Regions from separate parts of the Mus musculus genome. Here all the other regions are linked to region 2. The links are chromatin contacts, called in public HiChIP or PLAC-seq maps. All regions are on one chromosome and are shown on one strand. Each heading gives the region's core, a stretch centred on a gene start, on an enhancer-like site or on the middle of the called end of the contact. The rest is flanking DNA. Distances are from core to core; before and after follow the strand shown. Region 1 overlaps Ambra1 (autophagy/beclin 1 regulator 1). Region 2 holds the start of Cry2 (cryptochrome 2 (photolyase-like)). Region 3 holds the start of Prdm11 (PR domain containing 11).

The links. HiChIP or PLAC-seq counts read pairs in DNA pulled down with a chosen protein or histone mark.
Region 1: an H3K4me3 HiChIP or PLAC-seq map of the SCID.adh cell line shows a contact between it and region 2, with 8 read pairs. The contact joins the enhancer-like site here to the promoter of Cry2 in region 2. A contact is called at or near these places in 4 of 39 promoter capture datasets (the 3T3-L1 cell line, the HPC-7 cell line, pre-B cells and 1 more), 4 of 115 datasets of contacts at active chromatin or transcription factors (the SCID.adh cell line, differentiating embryonic stem cells, embryonic forebrain and 1 more) and 3 of 9 other capture datasets (adipose tissue, embryonic stem cells and liver).
Region 3: an H3K27ac HiChIP or PLAC-seq map of microglia shows a contact between it and region 2, with 7 times the contacts expected there. The contact joins the promoter of Prdm11 here to the promoter of Cry2 in region 2. A contact is called at or near these places in 3 of 39 promoter capture datasets (the 3T3-L1 cell line, the C10 cell line and stem cell-derived epiblast-like cells), 1 of 484 Hi-C or Micro-C datasets (embryonic stem cells) and 2 of 115 datasets of contacts at active chromatin or transcription factors (astrocytes and microglia).

The regions. Positions count from the first base shown.
Region 1 is chr2:91,790,644-91,793,377 of GRCm38.p6, forward strand. The region is part of intron 7 of Ambra1 (autophagy/beclin 1 regulator 1); the gene reads left to right. Among named protein-coding and RNA genes, the nearest start is that of Ambra1, 62 kb to the left of the region's middle. Within about 2 kb of position 1,293, at least 12 of the 459 cell types and tissues checked have an H3K27ac peak or open chromatin away from gene starts, as enhancers often do. A contact at or near this core is called in the SCID.adh cell line, where this site is marked.
Region 2 is chr2:92,432,448-92,435,318 of GRCm38.p6, forward strand. It overlaps Cry2 (cryptochrome 2 (photolyase-like)), which reads right to left and starts at 1,622. Exons shown (of 12, transcript NM_009963.4): 1 at 1,365-1,622. The coding sequence starts at 1,576.
Region 3 is chr2:93,044,820-93,047,585 of GRCm38.p6, forward strand. It overlaps Prdm11 (PR domain containing 11), which reads right to left and starts at 1,346. Exons shown (of 8, transcript NM_001368848.1): 1 at 1,160-1,346.

The DNA of each region.
Region 1 (2,734 bases), core at 43-2,542, 640 kb before region 2:
ACTCTGAAGTGCCTTCTCTGGGCCACTGTCTCTAGCTAGCTTTCTTCTTTGTCCACAGTTTTTTTGTGATTATAGATATGTATTTGCCACCATATTTGTTTGTTTCAATGTATTTTTGGAGAATCCTGGAGGATCTTGAGCCAACGGTCAACTTGAACTAACTAGGGAAACTTGTGTCTCAGGAAAAAAAAACAAAAACAAAAATGGCAAAAATTTCATAATTAAGATTTGAAATTTGGAGAGAGGGGTTGAAACAGTGGTACTCTGTGTAGCCCTGACTGTATTGGGATTCTCCCTGTAGACCTTCTTGGCCTTGAACTCAAGAGCTCTCCTTGCCTCTGCTTCCCAAATTCTCAGATGTGAGATTCTTCAATCCATAATCTATGCAAATATTCCTAAATCTTCAAACCTCCAAAATTAGGAACATTTCTGGTCCTAAGGGATACTCCAATAGCAAGAACTTGGTATTTATAGTGTATATTAGTGGCTGGATGGACTGTTATTACAAAACTTTATTTGGATGTGGTATGTGTGATTCTTATGGTTTATGTTCCTATATTTAACCTTTATAGTATTAATCTTCAAAATATATTTCTGACCAAACCCCTTTTAGACATTATGAGTTGAATAAGCAGGACATTTTATATTCCTGATATATATATATATATATTTATAATCCAAAGAACTAAAAAAATTGGCTGAATATTGGACTACACATTCATGTTTGCTTAGTATTGTTTGTTGGTTGGTTTATGTTGGACATTAAATCCAGGGCCTCCGTTCATGCTAGACTCAACCACACTCTATTTCTGAGCTACATTCCAGCCTTACATGTGTTCTTATTTCATCATAAAAATTTATGAGATGGGGATTTCCCATCAAATGTGGAAACTAAGAATAAATTCTTAGGTTGCATAGCCTAAGAGGTGGTGATACAAGATAGAGCTTAAGCTGCAATCTGCCTAATTCTGAAACTTGGATCCCAGATTTCTACCCATTTTTGTTGTTTAGAATTTCTGTTGCTTAAACTCAGACCATTAAAATATGTCAAAGAGGTTTAGCAACAACAGCAGTCTTGCCATTTGGGTTAGATAACCCTTCACTGTGGGAGGCTGTCTCAGTCTTTGAAGGGTGTTTAGTAGTACTCCTGCTGTTACATAAGTAACACTCCCCCAAACCAGTTGCGACTACCAAAAATGTCTACAGAAATCGTCAAGTGTCCCCTGGGGAACCCTCCTCCAGAAAACACTGATAAAGTGTTTCATGGCTTGTTGTCCTTTGATCTGTCTGCTCTCTTACTGAGGCATCTTGAAAGGAACTGGCAGTGGCTTCAAAGTATCTTCTTAGGGTAGTTACAGAAGCCAGAGCTCTGGTGGCTTCATGCCTTTCATTGCCCCCACTTTGTCTTTTCTCTTTTGTTTGTGATTTTCTTAAATAAAATGCAGCTGGATAAAGTGGTATTTATGAAGTTTTTTTTTTTTTTTACACAGGTATCCATTCAGTAGACATTCAGATCACTTCAATTATAGCCATTAGTGCTAGTAAAAAGAAAGCAATTTACATGTTCTAATTATAGTGGGGACTATAAAATTTTTAGCAAGCTGGAAATGAAATGGCTTCCAGACTCCTCAGAGTTAATCTTCATCAGGGTTGTATGATTGACATGGTGGAGGACGTTAATGTGCAGTTCTTTTGGGGAACGGAGGAGGAGAGTGGAAATTGCAGTTTCTCTACTAATTGTACTTTAGGTGTCTCTTATGACAATTTCATGTTGTCTAGACAGAGGGAAATGGTAGAGAAGTTATTCCAGTGGATTCTCAGGTGCTGAGTCCGGATTTATGTGGTTGCTAATCAAGAACAGGGTGGAAGGGCAAGTAGAACATCCAGGAGGCAGATTGCCAAAGTCAGCTGCCACCAAGAGAAGCCCTCAGAACCCCAGATACCAAAAAAAAAAAAAAAAAAAAAAAAAAAAATGGCCTGTACTCCCAGCTCTGTGTTAGGTCAAGGACTAACTTGTTACATGAGGATGTGAGCTGGAAAAGCTGACCCTGTGATGGCTAATAAAACCCAGCCTACCCTGCTTTCTTTTACATCTCTTGTAAGGCTCTATTTGCTTCCTCTCCTTGCCTTTCTGGTTTGGGCCTAAAGATTTTACTTCTCATTATATAGTATTTTAACTATGTGAAGGTCAAGTCAAAGCCTGCTATTTAAAAGATGTTTTATCACAGTATTTTATGTATATGGGTGTTTACCTGGCAAGTATAACTGTGCACCATGTGCATGCCTGGAGGCCTTAAGAGAGTATTGGATCCCCTGGAACTACAGTTATAGATAGTTGCAAACCACCATGCAGGAATGAAACTCAGGTCCTCTAGAAGAGCATGAAGTGCTCTTAACTGCTGAACTACTTCTCCAGTCTTGGTTGTTACTCTTTTTTTTTCCCCCTCTCATTTATTTTGGCCTTGTTCTGAATTGTTTTGTTTTTGTTTTGTCTTGTTTTATTAACTTTTAAAGACAGGGTTTCTTTGTGTGGCTCTGGCTGTCCTGGAACTCATAATAATCCCCTTGCCTCTGTCTCCTGAGTACTGGGACTAAAGGTGCCACCCAGTGGCTATTACTTTTTAATGACTGGCCTTAGTCAAGCATTTTTAAATCTTTAGTTTAGTAATAAAGATGTGAAAAACTAGCTTAGGAGATAGTTACATGTTTCTTGGTATTGGTTCTATCGACATGT
Region 2 (2,871 bases), core at 372-2,871:
TGACTCTGTCCACACTGGCGCACTGCCAAAAGGAAGGGGAGGGCAAAGTCTGAGGCCTGGTTTAATGTCCACAGCAGAGATGGTCATTTGCCGGTGTTTGTCAAACCCAACCTCCTATCTATGGAAACTGGAGCGAGACAGAGTAATAGCCCAATCTGAAAACTGTGTGGGCTGGCTCTTCACAGGACTATCTTTAGTTGCTCCCTCTGTGTAAATGGGGCAGGAAGGGGCATTTAGTAGGCGTGCTACTAGGAACACTTGCTCTCCTAGCAGGGCAAACCCCTCTTGGAGAGGAAAGAGTGGACGCTGAGAGCCACGGTCTCCTGGGAACTACCTCACTCATCTGTGCAACAAGGCCATAAGCAAACACCTCTCATAACAATGCAAACAAACCAAGCTACTGCAGGGAGGCCTTTAGACAGTGATGGGAACATGGTGTATCAAAACGTCTTGTTTCTGAAGACTGGTTACAGAGAAAATACATCAGATGCCGATTTATTATGTCACAGCATGCTGGGAAAGGGTTCAGCCTCCTGGGAGTTATCACCGAATCTTCATATTGTGTTCTTGTTTTTCCACATCAGCTCCTAAAAGTCTCATCTGTAATGGCCCAGCTCTCCTAAAAAACACTTCATGACAACAGGCGGAAGAGCTGACGGGTGATGCAACCCTCTTTGAATATCTTTCTAGCAACGTTATAACTACACAGGGATCCTCTCAGATGGGTTAGGGGACCTCCTGAGAGATTGCTCATTGGGTAAAGGCACCCGGCTTTCCACCCTGGAACCGTATGGTGAGTGAGAACCTGCAAGTCGTCCTTTTAACTCTATACACTGCCATGCCATGCATGTCCTTTCCCAATCAATGTTTTTTAAAAAAAATGCGTCAAGAACACAAAAGTGCCATTACCCGATGATGCCCTTGGGGTCTTTTTAAAACCGGCTAATGCTAAGCTAGGTTCCCTGATCACCACCACGTTTGTCTGTGAAGAGAGGTTACGCGGGATGGGAAAAGAGGCGTGGGGGAGAGTCAAACAAATCCGAGGCTTAGGGAAGCCCTTGGGGGGGGGGGGTCCACGAGGGGCTACTTCTCTTGAAGAAGCTTTTCTCCGCTCCCACAGCACACCCCTAAAAGCCCAGTCCCCATTCTTCCAGGGACTGGCTGCAGATCCTCCCTCAGGTTGACTTCGCGTTTTTGACGAGAGTCTCGTCAGCATAGAGGGACCTCTGTCCCCCAGGCCTCCCAGGAGTTCAGAGCGGGCCACACTGGGCAAAAACGCTGTGTCAGAGTGGCCGCAGGCTGGAGTTCCTGGGCCCAGGGGAGTCCGCTTGGTGTTGCCACCCCGCAGCATAGGGTCCCCTCACCTCCATCGGTTGATGCCCACAGACGAGGAGGCCGCGAACCACGGGTCGAGGATGTAGACGCAGCGCACACAGCGCGCCCCGCGCACGGCAGCTAGCAGCGCGGGGTTGTCGTGGAGCCGTAGTCCTTTGCGGAACCAGTGCACCGAGGACGCGCCGTCCGCGCCCATCGATTGCGCGGGGACCGTCGCTGCCACCACAGCAGCCGCCGCCATCGCCGCCTGGACTGGGTCTCGGTCTGCCGCTCCGCCCGACCGCCCCGTTGGTCCCGCCCAGCGCCCGCCCAGCGACCTATGATGCAGCCTCTCCCTGGCATGACTCCGCCCCAAGGAGTCTGGATCGCCTCTGTGATTGGGTGAGACCCGGTGGGACCCTCCCTCTGTTCCATTGGTCAGCAGCGTCGGCGCAGGCTCCGCCCCCTCACGTTCCCACCATGTGTGGTCCCGCTTGGTAGCCACCCGCCGGTGACGCAGGACCGCGCTGCGTCCGCCCCGCGTGGGCTGAGTCTGGAGGGACCTCGGATCTCCTACGCATTTCGCGTCCCCGGGAAAGACAGGGGTTGCGGTGACTCCGGCCGGTGGCTGACAGACCTGTTACCGGGCCCTTTCTAACAGTTCATTGTCCTGTTCATATGTGAGGCTGAGCGGTGATTGCCTTACACAAACTGTCCTATTTTCTATTTTCATCTCATCCTGGTAACGTTCATTTCATAAACACGAATAAAACAGATGCTTGTTAGTCTTACTCTGCAGATGAAGTAAGCTTAGGGCGCCCCAGTTTGAATGACTTGCGCAATACCATGAATCCAGTAAGATTCCACTCAGAATCTTCCGATTTCAAAATCCACTTCCTCGCAGAGAATCTTGGTATTTGCATACAGAAAGGCATAAGGATAAAGGAGACGCCCTTTTATGCGGCAGGAGTGGGTTTGGGAGAAAGGACAAAGGTTTCAGAGGACGTGGGTTGAGGCAGTAATTATGCCCTCAAATGAATTCATTTCTTTTACGTTCTGTTTAGCAGACACAGTGCAGTTATTTTGCACAAAACTCTGAACTGGATTCTATGTGGGAATCAGAGATGTGCAGGGCAATATTCTCCTGTCTCCTTTGGGAATCCTTTGATTCTTTGGAGATTCTGGCAGAGTTTGCTGATTGAACAAGTGCAGCAACCGTTGCACTTGGGCTAAGATGGGCTAGTTGGGATGGAGGGCTGGAGCTATCCAGCAGAGAACTGTTCCGATTTGTCCTTGTGTTGATCCTATGGGTAGTCACCTTCCCCATCTTGGGAATGAGCAATGAAAGAATCTAGAATTTAGTCAGCAATTTAATGGCATTAATTGGCACCACTCTCTGACTACAGCGTCATTACGAGCCTCTCATTTCCAGCGCTTTGGACATGCTGTTCTCTCACATCACATGCCCCAGCCCACACCCTCGTGCCTCCTGTTTTCCCTGTGACAGCTGTTATTTTCCAGTTTCCTGGGCCCAACCTGCACAGGGGCTCACCTCAT
Region 3 (2,766 bases), core at 96-2,595, 610 kb after region 2:
TCCCAGCAGAGACCATACTCCGCTCCCCAGGGATGAGGGGGATATGGGACTTCTGACCCATACACCCTACACCATCAACCAAGACCTAGGAAAGTCCCTGCCTTCCTCTTCGGGGGACAGGGGTGCCACGGGAATCACACTTCATGGAAAACTATTCTGCTTCAGATAGACAAAACTCCCAAAGTTTATAGGGTTCTCAAGATGAAAAGAAGGCTCCCTTCACTGCTCGCAGTCCCCACGCACAAAGGACTGGGCGTGCTTCTTTCTGATCACTCTTAATCACAGACCACGGCTGTCCTCCACACGAAGCCATGGTCAAAAAAAACAAAAGACAGACTTTCCTTCTCTAGGTCATCAACTGATTCTAAGGGTCTGAGCTCCAACTCAGATGGGCTCAAGACACTAGCAACTTTTTGCCTTATTAGCCCAAGGCTGCTCAGTAGTCCCTGCAGCGACTTGCCTAGGGCACGCTGGCCTTGACAGAGGAAGGTCATTGGCCACCAAGTTTCTGCAGTTTCTGCATCACATAGTACCTTGGGGACCGGGAATGAGGAGGTGGGGGGTGGAGACGACACTCAGGGGCGAATTCCCGAAGAGTCCGTGCTGCAACCAAGACTTAAAATAGATAAAAGGCACGCCCTCCCTCTGCCGCCCCAGGCCCGCGGCAGGTCACAGAGAGGCATGCGGTCCCTAAGCCCCCCAGCCCGGCCCCGAAGCACCGGCGACCGGGTCCCTGCAACTAGGCCAGCGGCTGCATCCCGCCCTCGCCCCGCCCTGCCCCCTGTCTACGCGCTCTCTTTGCGAACGCCGGGCCCGAACAGCCGCTCCCATTGGCCGGCGGCCGCGTCCGTCAGCGCGCGGCGGAGCCGAGGAAAAGGCTACAGTGGAACAAGGCGGGCGAGTGCGCGGAGGAAGGAGGCGGAGGCTGGGCCGCCCGAGGCCCGCGTCGGGCGGTGGCGACGACCTGCGGGCCCGGGCCACCTTGAGACCCGCCCCGCTTCCGGTGCTCCGGTCCGTGCCCCGTCGCCTGCCTGCGCCCCCGCTCCCCAGTGTCCCCGCGCGCTCTTCGCCGCGGCCCCCGCGCCGGTTGGCGAGCCGCCCAGCGTCTTCCGAAGCCATGTTCACGTTCATGGCCACGGTGGCCACCGGGCCCACTCACCTTCGCGGGCTCCCACGCGGGGCGGCGAGCCGGGCCGGGGCCGGGGCGGCGGGACGCGGCGGGACGGGGCGGCCGCGCGCGGGGTCCCCGGCCGGGCAAAGTTTCAGCGCCAGCGGCAGCGCGGCGGCGACTCGCTGCTGCTCTCCTCCCCTGCTTTGACCACCATCTTATTAGTACAGGAAATGACATGGAAAACGGAAGAAAGCGGCGTTTGGGGCAGACGCGGACCCCCCAATTCAGGGGGCCGGAGCCGAGCCTCGCTGAGCCCCGCGTCCCCCGAGCCGGCCCCGCGCGGGAGCTCGCGCGTCCCCGCCGCGCGCCCCACGGGGAGGGCGACGCTGCGGAGGAGGAGCGGGCTGCGCCAACTTTGTGCCTGGGATACTTTCTGGGGGTCGTGCTAGAAAGTTGTGGCGTTTGCGCAAGCCCATCCGAGGGTGCCTCCTGGCTCTGCCCGGCTTCGACGTTGTCGGTCTACAACCCAATAAATAGTCAGAGGGCGATAAATGCGTTTATAATTTTAACCCTTACAGGGTCCTCTTCCGGGCCCCTTTAACCCTTTGGTTGCTCAGCCGTTTGGAAGTATCAACTGAAGTTGGGTAACATGCGTCCCATAGAACACCAAGGGAAAAGGGCCCTGGGGCCTGTGAGAAAAATTAACTATTTACGTGGGGACTAAAGGGTGAGTGTCACTTGCTGTTCAGATCAAAGTACAGTACCAAATCTGAATACAAAGCTGGAACGGGACTGTGTCCTAACTTAACTTGCCTAGTGCCTCATTGTATCCATCTGCAAAATGGCACCCAGCAAGAAAGATAGTGAAGGGATGTAGTAAGGCTGGGGTGTTTAAAGGAAGTGTGAGTGGTCAGAGGGAACCAGAACAACCCTACCCCAAGCCCTTCTTTGTAATGACCCCAAGGGGAGGCTGCTGCAGGGTGGGTTCCCTGGCCGAAGGAGGGCCTCACCTTAGGCTGGAAGTTGCCAAAAAGGATTCTACCTGAGTAAGAGATCTTGGAAGGCCTGCCCAGTGCCAGGTAGTCCAGGAAGGTCCAGATAGTCCCAAGAAGGTGTCACCTCAGGGGAGCCGATTACCCAGGGAAAGGAGCTTCCACCAGGGCGATCCCAGAGGGCTTTCCAAGGTCAAGTACTCCTGAGGATGCTTTGCTTAGGAGACCTGATGGGGGCTGGGACAGGAGGCAACTTCTCTTATTTCTCTTGACCTTGGTAACATAAACGCTTCTTCGGCTCCCTTGTCTGTCACTTGCAGTATGACCTTGAGTGTCTGTAGCTATGACCCTGTTTCCTCTTCTTGCAAAGCTGTAAAGGTCCAGCTGCCAGCTCTAGGGTGAGCCCTGAGGGTGTATGTAAAGAGCCCAGAAGCAGCTGTAATGCTATGGAAATGGCTAGGTGCTTGCTGTGTGTCCACAGTGTAGCTTTCTGAAGCACCGGGTCGTGTGTGGGATATGGATGAAGACCTGGATCTGTGTATCCCATTGTGGCTCCAGCCCAGTCAGAAGTCTGTAGGACTACCTCAAGTTCTAACTAACACCTGGGAGAGGGCAGGCTCAGGAAGAGAGGCTGAGGAATTAGCCACTTGTCCCTTATGAGGG